Regions from separate parts of the Sus scrofa genome. Here regions 1 and 3 are each linked to region 2. The links are chromatin contacts, called in public HiChIP or PLAC-seq maps. All regions are on one chromosome and are shown on one strand. The core of a region is the stretch at or near the end of the contact, and the rest is flanking DNA. Distances in the headings are between cores, read along the strand shown. Region 1 holds the start of DGUOK (deoxyguanosine kinase, mitochondrial). Region 2 holds the start of MTHFD2 (bifunctional methylenetetrahydrofolate dehydrogenase/cyclohydrolase, mitochondrial). Region 3 holds the start of STAMBP (STAM-binding protein).

Region 1 (2,700 bases), core at 121-2,620, 260 kb before region 2:
GGATCCAGCGTTGCCACAAGCTGTGGTGTAGATTGCAGCTCCAGCCCGGACTCAATTCCTGACCCCTGACCCAGGAACTTCCCTATGCCGTGGCTGTGGCTCAGAAAGAAAAAAAACAAAAAGGAAAGGAAAGGAAAGAAAGGTAAGCAGTATTCTTACACAGAAGTAGCTGTGGGAGTGGGAGTGGGGGATGGGATAGACTTTAGCTGCCTGCGACCCACCCAGGCTATCCTGAATAAAATGTACACTCTATTTTTAATTAGATTGTATGGGAATATAGTATACTAATGTCATTTCAGCCATCCCATATAAACATTAATATAGGAAAAAATTCCTGTGCCAGATTTGCAAACAGTTGTCCCAGTCACTGGCCCCGCCCTACTGATTCTGGCAAACAGAATGGTTTCCTAAAACCTCCCTCATCTAAGATTGCTGCCAGAATGCTGGTTTGCCTGTTGCCTCCCGGTTTGACTCTTGTGGAAGGTGGAGGCATCATTTGACAACATTTCATAAATCCTTAGTTCTAAAGTCGTTACATCCATGGGGTGTGGCAGGACAAAGCCTGTTAGGGCCTCATCCGGTGGCAGCAGCTCAGAATTGTCCCTGTCCTTCTGCAAAACACAATTCTCCACCGACTGCTGGATTCCAGTTTTATACATTTATGCATTAGAAAGTCTCTCTTTATCCTGGCTTTTCCCAAGCTTTTACAAATCCCATTCTGAATCCCCACCAGCCACCTCGCCTCCGCCATTGCTCACGCCCACAGAACCCAGTTTATCTGGTTTAAACGAGTTCCACACGCGTCCCTGAGCTTCCACCCTCTTTATCCTTACAGAATATTTGGCTACTATGCAAATTGATGGGGCAAAAGTTTGTTTATCCATTCAAGAAGCAAAATAAGAGGTGGGGTGTAGTTGATGAATTTAACGTATTCAAAAAGGTGCCAGCATTATGCCACGAATTAACAGGGCATGGGAAAACGTTAATTTGTGTAAATCTTCAGGTTGCATCTTCTTCCTACTGAAAACCGTCCAACTTCTTCCTGTGTCAGAATAAAAACCAGACAACGTGGGGGCGGGGGGTGGGGGAGTCGCTTAAAATTACAATTATTTTTGTCTTCAGTTGTGAAATTTATGTTACAGTGATACAAAAAGGCAAAGGCGCTGAGACCGTTAATTTATGTCTCTTTTTAAGTGCTATTTGTCCAGTGAACAAAAAAGAAGGTGCAAATCCTACAGCAGCACCTCTCATCAGCAATCTTCCCCGTTGCCTACATCAGGCGTCTTCCTTTTCGTTACACCCTCCCACGAACATCGCGAGAACAGAGCTTCCCTTTGGCCCCTCCCCTCCAGTCCTCTCAACCCCACCCACTTCCTGCCTGGCGATCGCCTGACGTAGAAGGCGCGCCGGAGTGCGTGTACTGCGCTACCGGGGGCGGAACGGCTCTCGGCGGAAGTGATCGCTGCGTGAATCGTGGGTGTGATGACCGCGCTTCGGCTCTATCTAAGGCTGCTGCGATCATCCTCCAAATCCATGGCTCAGAGCCCAGTCAAGGGCGGGCCCCCCTCCAGGGGTCTGCACGCGGGGCGCGGGCCCCGAAGGCTCTCCATCGAAGGCAACATTGGTAAGGGCCAGAAAGTAGCTGCCAAGCCTCGGCCTCCGCAGAGCAGGTGCTTGAGAGGCTGCAAAAGGGAGCTGGGCTTGCAACCCCCTCCCTCCCCGACTGATGTGGCCGGACTGAGCTGCCAGGCCTTTTCCCCTTAAGTGCACTCTGGGCCTTTGACTCTGATTTTTCAGGCGTCAAGCCTCAGTTCTCTCCCACAGAGACACGTTTATTGGGGCATAGAAGCCACGCAGTCCACAGATAGGACAAGAGTTAGCTTGTTTTGATAGAACAAAATAGAAATAAGGAGCAGGGTGCAAGTTCTTTTTTTTCCCCTAAGATAAGGTTGCTAGGAGTTCCCGTTGTGGCTCAGTTGTTAAGGAATCCGACTTGGAACCATGAGGTTGCGGGTTCAATCCCTGGCCTCGCTCAGTGGGTTGGGGATCCGGCGTTTTCATAAGCTGTGGTGTAGGTCGAAGACGCGGCTCGTATCCCGCGTTGCTGTGGCTCTGGTGTAGGCCGGCCGCTACCGCTCCGATTAGACCCCTAGCCTGGGAAACTCCGTATGCTGCAGGTGCGGCCCTAGAAAAGGCAAAAAAAAAAAAAAAGACAAATAATAATAATAGTAATAATAAGATTGCCAGATTTAGGGGAGAAAAAAAGAATGCCCATTGAAAATAGTGTTTCAGATAACGAATAATGTTTTAGTATGTGTCCCATGCAATATTTGGGACATACACTTAAAAAAAAAGAAAAGAAAAACTAAAATACAGATTTAACTGGGTGTCCTTATTTCACCTGGCAATCCAGTGAGAGACCCACTGGATCTTAAATAAAATGAAAGCAAAGCATTTCAATATAATGTTACTAAATTCTAACTTAAGACTTTTACCTATTAAGCTGCTAAGCCCTGAAAAGGGATTAGCAAGTGTAAAGTATTGAAGACATTCTAGCAGCATACTGAAAATTTCTCATTTTATGCATTCAAGAAATAGCCCTGTGAGCAATTTCTACAATCCCACAGTGGTTTTGTCCCTGAGGACACAGCAGTGAACAGAACAAATAAAAATCTCTGCTCTCAGGGAGCTCTAGTAGAG
Region 2 (2,700 bases), core at 159-2,658:
TCAGACTTGCTGTTCAATAACAAGAGAAAAATCACTTCATGTGTCAGTATTCAGACACATGAAGTGATGTGTCCTCTTCAATGTGACATTTCTGAGGGCCCATAATGTGTGTATGTCCTATTACTGGTGGTGTTAATTTTGGTCACTTGTTAAGGTGATGACTGCTGGGTTTCTCCAGTGCAAATACGCCATATTCTTTCTTTGCTATTAATAAAAATACTTTGTGGGACAGATACTTTGAGGCTATGCAAATTAGACAACCAGCCAGATAAAAATGCAGGAAGCCCAGTTTAATTTTAATTTCAGATAACTGAAGAATACTTCTTTTTAGGGCCACACCTGCTTGAATAGATGTTCCCAGGCTAGGGGTCAAATCAGAATTGCAGTTGCGCAAGATCAGAGCCGCATCTGTGACCTATGTTGAAGCTTGCAGCAACACCAGATTTTTTAACCCACCGAGCGAGGCCAGGGATTTAATCTGCATCCTCATGGATACTAGTTGGGTTCTTAACCTGCTGATCCACAACAGGAACTCTGATAAATACTTTTTAAGTGAAGTATGACCCCCTCCTCCCAAATAATTTACCCCGAACTCAAATTTAATTGGGCATCTTGTATTTTTATTTGCACGATCTGGCAAGACTATATGTAAATAACTTGTTCCTCATCCAATTTCAGTGAGTTGTTTTGACATCCATGATGATTCTCAATCAATTTTATTGTGATTTCACCAAATAGGGTACTTTTTAAAAATCGAAGTATAGTTGACTTACAATATTGTGTTAATTTCTGCTGTACACCAAAGTGATTCAGTTATACATATATGTACGTTCTTTTTAAGAAATATTCTTTTCCATTATGTTTTATTACAGGACACTGACTATAGTTCTCTGTGCTATACAGTAAAAAATATGGGCCGCTTCAGGAATTTGCGTGTCATCCTTAACCTGGGGACATACTAAACTTCTCTATTCGTTCCAATTTTAGTATATGTGCTGTGAAGTTAGCTCGGCCAAATAGTAACTTTCTAAATGTTTCTTTCCTTCTTCTACATTTATTAGTTGCTATTCCATCTGCCTATCTTTTTATCCACTCTTTACAGCGCCTGGCACATAGTAGGCGCTCAAATATTTGAACAATGAATGAACTAGTTGGTCAGACTTCGGTGACAACAGCTGCCTTTGGCAGGGTCTTGCTTTCCTCAGCCAGTCTGGGCAAGCTATCCATCCAGCCTTCGAGCCTTCCAGTGCTAGCTCCTAGCTTTTTGCTCCAATCACAAGCATGGCTTTACAGGGCTTCAATGTGTTTAAGGAAGACGGCCATTGGCTCCTTCAGCTCCAGAGGCCCAACAGATTGCCAGTGGAGGGCGGCAGGGGACCAATGGGTGCCGGCGGGAGGTGGGGTCTGTCACGCGGGTCGGGTATAACCAAGCGGCTTGCGCGCGCTTTGCTTCTAGCGCTGGCCATGGCTGCAGCGTCTACGCTGGTTGTTTTGGCCACCCGGCTGCTCCGGCCCGCGCAGAGCTGCAGTTTCCGCCATCGCCCCTTCCACCTCTCGGCAGTTCGGTAAGAGGGTCGGGGAGCTGGGTCTGCGCGCTGAGAAGGGAACCGAGCACGGGGCCCACCCAGGGATGTCCTTCCCGAGCATCTCCGTCCCGGGCGCTGGTAGCCACCGGGAGGGCTGTGGCGGGGCGACGTGGCAGCCGAACGTGGTCGCAGCCCATCACCCGGGCGCTCGCTCTGCGGGGCGGGCTGGAACCTGGAGGCCGCCTTTGGGAGGGCGGCTCAGTCTCAAAGCCGGCTGGACGGGGCCCACCGTGCGGAGCAAAGCGCCGGTGGGCTCTGGGGCGCCGCGCTTTACTTTGGAGCATACAAAGGTCACTGACGAGAACTTGCCGGCTGCCCTTGGCCGGGATGTCAGGAGCTGTCTTGGGGAAAGTCAAGGAGACGCTTTGGTGAGCGCCGAGTAGAGTTGTGAGTGAGCAGCCTTCAGCGAGCCGTCCCTTCCCGGGACCCTAGCGGCGGAGGGGGTTAGAGCAGTCTGATGAAATTCCTGAGTTTTCCACTACCAGCACTTCCCCCCCTCTTCCCTAACGTAGGTGTGGTTCGCGCTGTGCTTCCAGCTGCCCCTAAACCTCTCAAGAGAATAAATGTGCTGTGGTCACCAGGGCTTTGACTGCAGCCCACCCCGAGTTGGTCAGTGCCAGGCCGAGTAAACTGAAGTGATTAACACCCGGAAGGAGAAGAGGGAAAGCCCTATTTGCGCTTTCTTTTTCTTCTTCTTCTTCTTCTTTTTTTTTTTTTTTTCCTATTTGCGTTTTCTTAGGGAGGTAATAAATGTTTCCTGATCTTTCTGGACTTGAAAGTCCCACTCTAAACCTAGATTAGGGGTTTTTTTTGGGGGGGGAGGGGGCTCCGTGGTGGTGGAGAGGGAGCTCTGGTTTCTTTCCCTAAATCTGCGCACCCTCTTTCTGAGCCTTCGCACTGCAGAGACCTAAGCCTTTAACAGCAGCCCCCTTTATCCAGGCACTGTGCTAGGCTGTGAGCATTTAGCGATGGTAGAAACAGTTCTTTCCCTAGTAGAACTTCGTACCTGTCAAGGGGTGCAACACGTGTGTAATTTCCAGCCAGTGTAAAAATGCTGTTAGAGACATTTCCAGGGTACTGTTGGAGCCCAAAATGGGGCGTTCTTGAGAGAAGA
Region 3 (2,700 bases), core at 79-2,578, 350 kb before region 2:
CTGGGAACCTCCATATGCCGCGGGAGCGGCCCTAGAAAAGGCAAAAAGACAAAAAAAAAAAAAAAAAAAAAAAAAGTTTACACAATGAAATTTACTTTTTTGATAAGATTTTAATTTTTTCTATTATAGTTGATTTACAATGTTCAATCAATTTCTACTGTACAGCAAAGTGACCCAGCTATACACACACGTATATACACCATCTTTTTCTCACGTTATCCTTCATCGTATTCCATCACAAGTGATTAGATATAGTTCCCTGTGCTATACAGCAGGATCTCATTGCTTATCCACTCCAAATGCAATAGTTTGCATCTACTAACCCCAAATTTCCAGTCCATCCCACTCCCTCCCCCCAAAATGAAATTTACTTTTAAAAACTTATCTTTCGCTGCCTATGGAATGTGGAAGTTCATGGGCCAGGGATCGAATCAAGCTTCTGGAGAGATAGTGATGGATCCTTAACCCAGGGCGCCAAAAGAGAAGTCTGAAATTTACTTTTAGATTCTACTAGTGGAAACCGCTAGAATGACTGCTCATCTACCGAATTACTCTTCCTCTGAAAACCTTGCCAACAGCCAAGATGGACCTTAACAGCCAAGGAGTCCACTGCGGCCTCTCTGGCCACAAAGGTTTCTCTGGACACTAAGTTTCTGAATGTGGCAATGAACAAAACTAAGGTGAAATCGAGCTGAGAATTGAGTAATTTCTAAAAATAAGTGAAGGAAAATTCACAGAGAGCAAATTTCCACACAGAGAAGACCCGAGGATATGTATTTAGCTATAAAAATAAAAGTAAAAACACAGCTCATCTCCTGATTTTCCAATGACATTCATTCAGACACACCTAGTAGAAGATATAGGGCATGGACAGGCTGATAGTGATAGGGGTCAACTTGCAATCAGTTTTAATAGAGTTTGTACAGTTTTCTCCAAAGAACTGGGACAAGGTAGCTTTCAGAATTGACATAAGCATTTAACACACCTCACAAATATGAAGGACGTGAAGGCATGGGGTAAACCTGAGTGACCAGACTCTAATTCCAAAAAATGTATGCTTTATGTAATAGATTTTATTTGATTCCATACTTTCTAAGCTTGTTTAAGATATGTTGCATTACAACTCGTGTAGCTTTTCACTCGGAGGGAATGCATCGGTCCATTTACGGTGTTCGTATTAATCTAAAAACAAAAGTTAGCTGGGTCCTTTATTTGTTTCCCACTCCTTCCGCGCTGATTTTCCTTTACCAAAATGGCCTCCCCCCAGCTCTCTTCTCATTGGTGGGTTTTTTTCCGCAGGTGACAGCTCTAACCCCGCCCCCAGACACTGCCCCGGGTCCTAAGTTCTTGGGAGTTTAACTGATAGCCCAGTTGGAGGGGGCGGGGCGGGGGCCGGATGTGACGTTTACGGAAGCTCCGAGAGTCATTCGCGGGGACAGGTGGGGAAGGGTCCCGGGAATGTGGTGGGGCTTGGGTGCTGAGCGTGGTCTGACAGTGACGCGGAGTGGCGGCCGTGAGTGTGGGACCTGCAGCCCACTCCTCCCCGCACCGCCTGCCCAGCCCTCTGCGCGCGAGTTCCCTGACGGCTCCGGTGCCCAGTCGGGCCCAGCGCGCCCCCGCCTACCTCATGGGCCCTTATGCTGTTGTCAAGAGGTCCCTCTCCGCTGTATACGCCCCCATCGCTCTTCCCGCTGCTTCCTTTTTCCTTCTCATGTTTACCCCTTGGTCCTTTACGGCACCACCTCTCTGGAGTATTGCTCAGCTCTGTAGTACTGGGCACCACCTGCTGGTCTCGGGAGTGGATTCCATTCGCGACAAAAATATCCTCTACAGAGAGACAGGGAAGAGCAACGAGCTTCCTCTGTTTCAGATAGCTTTGATGGGCTTTGCCCTGAATTTACTAATTAGACAACTGGGGGAGGTTTTAGATTTGCTAGTGGCTTTCTGAGCCCTTAAAAAGGCTCCTTACAGGAGACAGAATGCCTCTACATCCCTGGTAGTCCCCACAGCTTTTGTACTATGGGGGTGTATGAGAAGCAGCAGCTTGGTGGAGAAAGTGTCACTTAGAGATAGAATTGGCCTGGAGAAAACTATCTCTTAGGGAGGGGTTGGAGTGGAAAACAACAACAGTGTATAGACAAATGAAACTGAAATGTAAAGGTTTCTAGGCAGATATGAATCATGACTGAAGCAAAAGATCTCTGTGGGGAATGAGTAAGGTTTAAGATTCAAAGGAAAAAATGGGCCATTTGACACAGGGTCTTGAATTTCAAAACCTGTGGTAGCTTGTGTATATTCTAGAACATGCTGGTTAGGGTGTGCTGTAATTCAGTATGTAAGGTTGGAAGTTAGAATCTGATTCTAGCAGTAGCAATATCCAGAAAGATTCTAGAGGGGTTCCTTGGTGGCTCAGTGGCTTAAGGATCTGGTGTTGTCACTGTTGTGGCTTGGGTCACTGCTGTGGCACAGGTTCGTTTCCTGGCCTAGGAACTTTTGCATGCCCTGGGCCTGGCCAAAAAAAGAGAGAGAAAGATTGTAGATTACTGCAGTATGAGTCCCAGGTGGTGTTTTGTTGTGTTGTGTTTTTTTTTTTTTCTTTCAAGTTACCTTTGTGTCCTTTTGTTATTCGAAGAGCGCTTAGTCTTTGAAGATAGATTCCAATAAATTGCGTTCTAGATCAAAAATCCTTGCCCTGAAATG

The links. HiChIP or PLAC-seq counts read pairs in DNA pulled down with a chosen protein or histone mark.
Region 1: a contact with region 2 is called in an H3K27ac HiChIP or PLAC-seq map of alveolar macrophages. The contact joins the promoter of DGUOK here to the promoter of MTHFD2 in region 2. A contact is called at or near these places in 2 of 2 datasets of contacts at active chromatin or transcription factors (alveolar macrophages and skeletal muscle).
Region 3: an H3K27ac HiChIP or PLAC-seq map of alveolar macrophages shows a contact between it and region 2. The contact joins the promoter of STAMBP here to the promoter of MTHFD2 in region 2. A contact is called at or near these places in 1 of 5 promoter capture datasets (fetal liver), 4 of 47 Hi-C or Micro-C datasets (alveolar macrophages, blood, brain and 1 more) and 2 of 2 datasets of contacts at active chromatin or transcription factors (alveolar macrophages and skeletal muscle).

What each region holds. Positions count from the first base shown.
Region 1 is chr3:69,090,036-69,092,735 of Sscrofa11.1, reverse strand. DGUOK (deoxyguanosine kinase, mitochondrial) reads left to right here and starts at 1,370. Exons shown (of 6, transcript XM_021087369.1): 1 at 1,370-1,624.
Region 2 is chr3:68,832,349-68,835,048 of Sscrofa11.1, reverse strand. MTHFD2 (bifunctional methylenetetrahydrofolate dehydrogenase/cyclohydrolase, mitochondrial) reads left to right here and starts at 1,408. Exons shown (of 8, transcript XM_021087362.1): 1 at 1,408-1,565. The coding sequence starts at 1,465.
Region 3 is chr3:69,186,884-69,189,583 of Sscrofa11.1, reverse strand. It overlaps STAMBP (STAM-binding protein), which reads left to right and starts at 1,328. Exons shown (of 10, transcript XM_003125008.4): 1 at 1,328-1,439.